2 separate regions of the Danio rerio genome follow, and region 2 is linked to region 1. Evidence: chromatin contacts called from public HiChIP or PLAC-seq data. All regions are on one chromosome and are shown on one strand. The core of a region is the stretch at or near the end of the contact, and the rest is flanking DNA. Distances in the headings are between cores, read along the strand shown.

The links. HiChIP or PLAC-seq counts read pairs in DNA pulled down with a chosen protein or histone mark.
Region 2: a contact with region 1 is called in an H3K4me3 HiChIP or PLAC-seq map of embryo, with 4 times the contacts expected there. The contact joins the promoter of serinc2l here to the promoter of phactr4b in region 1.

Annotation. Positions count from the first base shown.
Region 1 is chr16:37,514,055-37,518,739 of GRCz12tu, forward strand. phactr4b (phosphatase and actin regulator 4b) reads right to left here and starts at 2,075. Exons shown (of 15, transcript NM_200670.1): 1 at 2,004-2,075.
Region 2 is chr16:37,708,516-37,713,186 of GRCz12tu, forward strand. It overlaps serinc2l (serine incorporator 2, like), which reads right to left and starts at 1,759. Exons shown (of 10, transcript XM_009292505.5): 1 at 1,633-1,759. The coding sequence starts at 1,671.

The DNA.
Region 1 (4,685 bases), core at 825-3,324:
TGAATCAATACTGAAATTTTGGAAGATAGTGGACAACTCTATATTTAGAAGCAAAGCAAATAAATACAAAACAGGATATGAATTTTGAGTAAGATCTATTAAAAATGAAACAAATTAGTACAGTGGTTTCTGACTTTATTTTAAAACCCTGCAGAAAACTGGGGAGGCAATGGCAACAGGTCTACAACATTATTTAATAGATAAATAAATTGATTTGTTCAACAAAAGAAGAAAACTCACAAAGTCTTGGAACAAGCGGAGGGATGATACTTTACATTTAGGTGAACTATCCCTTTACATTTTTGGTGCTTTTTTGCCTTTTAATGTGACACTAGGACAGTAATCAGACAGGATACAAATGTGGAGATTGGAAAAAGTTCACAAAATCTGGACACTCAGGGCATAACGATGCTATCTTGGTGCTCTACTCTCATTAATTTAGTTTTGTCTGTGTTTTACTGACATGTAACTTCTCACTTGTGTATTACAAATCAACAAGGATCACAGTTTCAGCTAAAAAGCATATTTAAGATTTTAAAAACTAGGTCATGGAAAAGTCTAAGCATCAGTAAATTAACAGCTGATCTTTGTTTTAGAGTGCATCTCTTCAACATCTACACATTTCCTAATCCTTAGATTTATGAAAAGATACTCATTTTTACACTAAAGATTTCAAACAGATGTGAAATCTCCATGTGTACATCACAACATAGCATTTTATCATACATAACATTATTTAGAACCAGACTTTTAACCAGGGTCCCTACAGGGCATGCAAAGAGAAAAAAACTAATCTAGAAACCATAAAATCTTCATGTTAACTGCTCTGAATAAACCTTAAACCTTAATAGCCTAGTTAAACCTTATATAATTTGGTGTGGTAATTCAAGTTAATGCTCCTAACACTTAAAGAAGTTAATAAAACACATTTTATACCGAGTGCCTTCTTTGCTTAGTGTTTGTTTCCCAAAAACTGAACCCTTCTGTCAGATTTCACACGTTCTCGCGTTTTTCTTGAGGTAGCAGTTCAGTGCGAGTAAGATGCGTTCGCCACAAGTACTACCAATATTACTGAATTACATTAAAACAGCTAAACAACTGTCCTTCACCCTACCTTGCAAGCGGCAATCCATCTCAATCTTTCACTCGCGCGCAGCAGAGAAATCAGAGCTGCACTCGAGCACTGAATGACTGATGCTCTATGGTGGAGCCCCGAGCTGCTGATTTGAGTCCTCGTGCACAAAGAACAAATCAGATGCTCTGGGGATGCGAGATCTTCCTCGACGTTACCCAAGCTGAACAGATCAGTCTCTCTGTATGTGATCAGAATCACACACCGGCTCTCGTAAACATTTCGTAAACATTAGGTTTTGAGTAACAATGGATAAAAGGGAAAAGGCGGTGGATGCGAAATGCTCAGACGCGCGAACTCCTCATCGCTATCACGAACGGACACCAAAACGAGCAGAAAGCGTGGGGTGTTTTTTGCTTCTCCATGTAACGTTATTCTCCCTTTGGAAAACCGCGCACAAATACGGATTCGTAAACATGCATCCCTAGCGCGCAGCCGGGAAGTCAGCTAATCATCCTAATTTTCTCTGATGCGTTAAAGGTTTAGTGTAAATCAGGCAAATAAACGCCAGACTAAAGGGAAAATGCATGCACGGTTCGTTGTGGTCATTGCATGCACTGAATGTTGGGAAAATCGGAACGCGAGCGTGCAGAGATGATGGGGAGCATCACGATGAGCGCAGCGCCAATACAACTTTAACCACAAGAAGTACTGACGCAGTGTTATTCTCATTATAATTAAACACACGTCTGGCGGTGTTTATTAACGAACAGCATATGCCAGAATAAAGTGCTGAATGTGCACAATTGCATTTGTGCATAACACTTAAAACATAACAGAAAGCTGAGATTTGCATGGAAACAACTTTCTTTGCAATGCGACATGTTTAACCTGCGCGTGCGTTATCTGGTTAATAGGTAACATATCTTACCTTCCCCTATTACGTGTAAGGCACTGGCCCTCCTCTTCCCCCAGAGTAGTTTCACTTCATGTACGCAACAACACGGATACTTTTTCCTGACTCTCTTTTTCCAGCCCCCATTGAAACTTTTGCTAAAGATACCGGAAACGCGAGGAATAGGTATGTGGTAATTGTAGTTTTTATGTTGAAGCATGTCCGTCCGGCTCAATTTTACGGCTCAAAACAGTTAACTACATTTCCCATGAGGCGCTGCAGGGGAAACGAACCAATGCAGCCCATTCTACCTCGAAGTTCACAATCACATATTGTATGTTTGTTAATAAATACCCAGTGTGTTGTGAATTATCGTTCACATTTAATGATAGATCATTATTATATTGCTCACGATATTTTTATATAAAGTAAAGCGTAGCACAGAAAAGATAGTAGCTGGTGTAAAATACTGGAGTGTCTGTCTTGTATTTGCTAACATTGGGATAACGACAGAAGTTAGACTGCTGAATGGGACAATCGTTTTAACCTTTTTAAGAACTATATAATGAAAGGACCTTTATTATAAAGTAGGCTACGTGTTAAGAACTCAAGAGGATTAGCCTACAATGGTGATTCACGAGTACAAGAAGTAGCCTAAAAAAATATAAAAAAGTCGATCTACTATGAAAGTTTTTAGTTGGTCTGTGTCGGGGTCAGGGGTTCCCAAGGTGGGGGTCACGGGACAATAACAGGAGGTCCCTTGGTGATTTCCAAAAGTCAAATAAAATGTAATAAACTATTAGAATTGCCATATATTATCCATAACCCACAGAAGATAAAAAAAAAACAACATCGGGCCATCAGCCTTTTGAATATATTTTTTTCATAGGATTGGTGTGTTTACATTAGATTAACAACACATCAATGGTGTCAGATGCAGCAGATTGGTTTTATAGCTCCAGGTTAAGGTTTCTGACTTATGCCAATCAAATACATTAAAAACAAATACAGGTCACAACTGAACATTGAGAATGATTTCTGAGTGGCGGCCTCCAAAATTAAACCAAGAATAGACTTGTACTAAATACATTGTGCACAAAATGGTGAGGTTAATACAAATTAAACAAATTAATAAATAGCTACACTGTAAAACCCAAAAGTTAAGGTAACTCAAACCATTTGAGGAAACCAATTGTAACAAACCATTTAAGTTCAAAAACTAATCAAAATGAGTACTGTGAACTTAATCCATTTGAGTACACAGAACAATTTGATCACAGTAAAACCCAGTGTATTAAGATAACTCAAACCAAGTGAGCTCTGTAAAACCCAATAAGTTAAAGCAACTCAAATCGTTCGAGAAAACCAATAGCTACAAACTATTTGAGTTTAAAAATTAATCCCAATAAGTACTGTGAACTTACTCCATTTGAGTACACAAAGCTATTTGAGAACAGCAAAACCTCAAACCCAACAGTCAACTTTGTCAAATAAAATGTGTAGTTAACTTAAAATTTACTGAATGTTAATTCTACTCATTTGAAAAAAGTTTTGAACTCAGTGTTAAAGGTAATGAGTTAATTAAATACCTCATTACCTCAACTTAAATCGGGTAAGTTCATGATTTTCATATAGATTCGTTTTTTAACTCAAATGTTTTGTAGCAATCGGTTCCTCAAACAATTTGAGTTTCCTTAACTTATTGGATTTTACAGTGCTCAGTTGGTTTGAGTTCTCTTCATGTATCAGGTTTTACTGTGCTTAAACTTCCGTTTACTCAAACGGATTAGGTTCACAGTAGGATTAGTTTTTGAACTTAAATGGTTTGTTGCAATTAGATTGGTTTACTCAAATGGTTTGAGTTACTTTAATTATTTTTTTTTGTTTTACACTATATATTAAGATAACTCAAACCAGTTGAGTACTGTAAAACTCAATTAGTTAAGGCAACTCAAATTGTTTGAGGAAACCAATTGCTACAAACCATTTGAGTTCAAAAACTAATTATAATGAGTACTGTGAACCTACTCCATTTAAGTTGAAGTAATGAGATAACTGGTAGCAGGTGTACAATATTAATGCTCAATCAACACTTACTTAATCACTTCATTCACTCCTTACCTTCAACATTGAGTTCAAAAGAGTAGAATTAACTTACAGAAGTTTTGTGTTAACTACACTCATTTCAATTGATAAATTTAACTGTTGGGTTTTAAAGTAATAAACTCTCAAATAGGCTACATATATAAATCAGTAATTTGAGAAAACAGCTGTGTGAGATTGATACACATAAAAAAAGAAAAAGTCATCATTTTTATTTGCATGTGTCTAAATAGGTTATTGTAATGATCCTCATGGCTAAGTGCAGTGTCACACTAGTGTCAGGACTGAACTTTTCAACTTGTAACGTATAGCGTAATGAGTCAGGTGAAATCGAGTTATGAGATAACCTCAGCAGTTGACGTGGTCAGATGGGTCAAAGGGTGAAATGAAACCCCATCACTACATTAGTGGTTCATGCAATGTAACGATGTCTAAGCAAGATTTTCACTTGCAAATCTTTTGGGGAGCATATATAATTGTAAACTGTTTTAAAGCAAAATGGTTTGATTATCAAGACTGAAGTTATGTTTGAAGAGACTAGGTGTTATATGTAGTACAGCATATAGTATATAAGTACAACATAGTTTAGATCCACTTCATATGGAAATGTTTAGG
Region 2 (4,671 bases), core at 509-3,008, 190 kb after region 1:
TACTTTTGTCAGGTGTAGACCTCTGGTAGTAGCTAGAATAATATAGGCTGCCAAAAGAAGTAGACTTTAGCACCAAAACTCTGGAAAGTTTTTCTGATAATGATCAGGGTCCATTACTTTAAATTAATAGAATATTGTTATCTTGGATTGCCTTTTAATGACATTTATGAATTAATATGTACAGACAGAGAAGACTAAAGATGGGTTTGTTGACTTCAATTAGGCAAGAAACAGTCTGGAAATTACTGCTTAAGACTTTGACCCCATAAATGCAGTCATGCATTCTTTATAAAAGTTAAAGTAAGGAAATTCACTGTGACTGTTACTCATGCTAGGAATGGTTGGTCAGCTGAACACACAACGTTGATGTCCAAGAATCACAAAAAATGCCATTGTTACTCAGATTTGTCAAAAGCTCTATGACTGAACAAGTAACTAGGATTCTAGACTGCTCAGAGAAGATATGAGAAAAGGTGAATCTTACTGGCACAAATGATACATGCTGAAAACACTGCTTTTACTGTAATCAGTAACTGTAATATAAATTGGAGGGAACATTTTTGGCTATATTTGAGTGCGGTAATAAAACAAGAACTGTAGAGATTCTGTGAAATAAACAGCAAGAGAAAGTAGGTCAAGCAGCATATCAAGGATTCCAAATAAAAACTAAATCTACTAACTGATGAAACTTAAGATGTTTTTACAATAGTTATGTGGAAACCTTGATCCTAAAAATCAGCATACAAAAGTAGTTCACTCTGGTAATATTTAAGCTAGGATGGTTTCCTGTAATGTCATATTTCATCATCTTTTTCCAATAAACAACATTGGTGTTGGAAAAAACGCATATTACACAATAGCTATTATAACATACTCTCTGTTTCAAAAATAACTTTTGCGTAATAACATTACCTTAGAAATAGATCAGAGCACTATTATACTAAAACTAATTCATTGTTTGCATTTCTGTCCATGGAAAATGGGCAAGGTTACAGCTAAAATGTGTTACTCTCATTTACGAAATCTAACGTTAAGCGTTTAAAACCTGTTTAACCTGATATGAACTAATCATCAAAACACTAACGTTACTTCTACATTTCTAAGTACACCCAGTGTCATAAACATGGATTTGTCTTGACTGATGTTGGTTGCTGTAATGGTATTCAAGCCATTACTATTCAGTACGTTATGAAAGACCAATGCTAAAGACTTGCTACAAGTAAATGTTAACACACTTCCGACGTTCTTCAAAACCAAACAATTTATATTATATTCTGTGGTCGTCTATTTCGTTATTGTTTCGTTATATTACGTCTTATCAGTCTGTATTTTCTGTCTACCGATTTAGCGATAATGTCAGATGAAAGCTGACGGTTTCCATAATTATAATAGTTAACAAAAACATATTTAAATAAAATGTAAATATAAACACACTTCCGTGTCCTGCCGTTTTACAACGAACAGCTCTTCAAAACCACACATTTTCTATTAAGTATGGACGTTTATTACGTTATTTTTATAATACGTTTTCTTAATCTTATCATTCTGTATTTTTGTTCAGTTAACGATTTAGCAAAGCTGTCTTAAGGTAACGTTAGCTCAATTAGCATGGGAAATGAACCGAATACTTACACAGCTCGCAAGAGAACATAAGGCCATACATGCTCCCATTTTGTACTAGAAAAAATTAATAAACGACTCCAAATCTTCCGAGGATGAACTGACAAACAATTACAGTGTGAGATATTTCTTCAGTTCTGACAAGTCGTTCCGTATGTGAAGGTACATATAAAAAATGGCAACTCCACCAATTTCATAATAAAAGTCTTCAGATTTAAAACAGCACGATGCTACATAACTGTTCGCTTTTAAATTCTATAACCTGACTGTAGAAATCTTTGTAATATACTACACAAATATGTTTTCAATTCCTCAAACCAATGAAATAATATATTTTAGCTCAATGTAGTTTTAAATTCTTAAAAAATAATCAGTTAGTTAAATGCAAGTGTTCATTGTTGAGTGTATAAAATTCTACGTCGCCTAAACATATTTATAAAATAAACAATTTTTATGTTTTACAATAATGTGAGAAACAATATTTAAATACCCAAAGAAAAAGGTAGTTTTTCGAATCGTTAAACTAAATTAACTTTACTTAAAACCTTTATTTTGAAACATGTGTAATTCATAGTGTGATTAGTAAACTGTACTACTCCTGTTAAAACAATTAAGTTAATTTTAAATAATTTAATTCTATGACAATTACATTTAATTAATATAGATGATAGTATTTACTGATTATAAATAGCCTATGGTAATCTTTTGAAGTAGGCCAGATTTCACAAGCAGAAGTAATTAACCTACATTCTTGTTTACTTATTGTAATAAACCGTGGAGTGTAAATGGTATTGAATTTATGAACGTGTAACACGATGTATTTAGATAAGAATGACAGATGACCATAAACGTACAGGTGACACAAAGTCTGTGAGTATAGCAACAATTGTGAAATAGATCTCACATTAGTATAATCATATCTTTCACAATAACCTTGAAATTACCATAATTATTTGTAAAAACTAATTCCAGTCAATAATTTAAGTATTGCAAGGTGGGTCACTTGATTTATACAGTTTGCGGATGCCATAGTGGGTATTTTTCTTTTCTTTTCTTTTTTCTTTTTTTCTTTTTTCTTTTCTTTTCTTTATTATTAGAAATAATTGCATGTAATCTTACACTGACATTTATGTTAATCTGACTGGGTTGTTTTCAAGACATTTGACTGTACTAAGGGAATAGAGTCAACATTTTATTATTGCAGTAAACATAATTTTTATAACACAGAGGGCTTTTTTCTGACTTGTTGATTTGAGGACAAACATGCATATTTAAGGATAAAAAATAAATAAATTATTGCTTGGCCCGTTTTGATTGTTTTGACGCGATGCTTGTGTAAAATTACAAGTTTGACTCCCTGAACCTTCTCGCTGTTGCGCACGGTCTCCCCTACTAATAAACGAATGGTATCGCCCTCTTTGCTCCTGTCAGTTATTCCACAGAAAGAAATCACGATCGCAAACGGGAGTCGAGATGTTGTCAAACCTTCGGACTGTGGCAGGTGCTTTCAAAACACGCCGTCTGCCGTGAAAAAGCAGCATTGGTATATCAGTACACGAGAATAATCCGCATCAGTCAGGAACTGTGGATCTCTGGCTCTAGCGCTGGTGAGTTCTCGCCTTCTCTCTATATGCTATTTGAGCTCAGCATGAGCATAATCTTGTGACAGTGCATTGAATCCATTCATTATCACTCTTACCAAAGGTAAAACACTGACACGTTATTTAAGGCTTTGCCTTAAATGTTCATTTCACTGTAGATAAATAATATAATAATGACATACCGAGAGAATGGACACCCTCGACTATAATGACATAAGGGTAATGTAATCCTGAACAAATGAAAGTGCACCGATTAGATTGTTCTCAGTAAAACTGGGCAATTGCGCTATTTGATGATGACAGATCACAGATGTGAGACATGAGGAGACGAGTGTGTCCAATAAACGATTTTACATGAACACCCATGGGCTTTTATACTGCTGTCAGATCAATTTCAGCTGTAACATTGTAACATGATGGCTACTTTAATATATTTATTGTAAAATGAAAGCACTGTTGCATTATTATATTTAAATATGTTATATTTAAATCCATACAGTATATATATATATATATATATATATATATATATATATATATATATATATATATATATATATATATATGTTCATACAGTTGAAGTCAGAATTATTTGCCCCCTATTAGTTTTTCTATTTTAAATGTTTCCCAAAGGATGTTAGAGCAAGGAAATTTTCACAGTATGTCTGATGATATTTTTGTCTTCTGGAGTAAGTCTTATTTGTTTTATTTTGGCTAGAGTAAAAGCAGTTTTTATTTTTTTAAAACCACTTAAACGTCAAAATTATTAGTCCCTTTAAGAAAATTTTTTCGATAGTCTACAGAACAAACCATTGTTATACAATAACTTACCTAATTACCCTAATCTGCCTAACCTAATTAACCTAGTTAAGCCTTTAAATATCACTTTAAGCTGTACAGAAGTGTCTAGTAGAATACTATTTACTGTCATCATGGCAAAGATAAAATAAATCAGTAATTAGAAATTAGTTATTAAAACTATTATGTTCAGACATGTGTTCTTATTTTACTTCATAATTTTTTTTATTTTATTTCCATTAAACAGAATTTGGGAAAAATAAACAAGGGGGCTAATAGTTCAGAGGAGCTAATAATTCTTACTTCAACTGCATATAGTATATATTTGTATCTTTAATAACAGTGATATCACAAACCTGCATTTAAAAGAAAAAGAAAAATTAAAATTAATGCGATAGCTGAAAAAGTAAACTGATTCATAATTGTCCACTGATAATCTTTTATCCGTATGTTTTATTTCTAGCAGAAGAGTTGGCTGATTATCTCTAAAGCTCATGAATTTGTTCCAGATCATTAGACATGACGTTATAGAGCCTATTACGTCTGTGTAAAACCAGTATCCTAAAGAAGTACCTTCATTTATAAACACTGCTGGAGAAGTCATTAATTACATGGGCAGTGAGGCAGCAAGCAGGCAGCAGCTTTGGCTTTC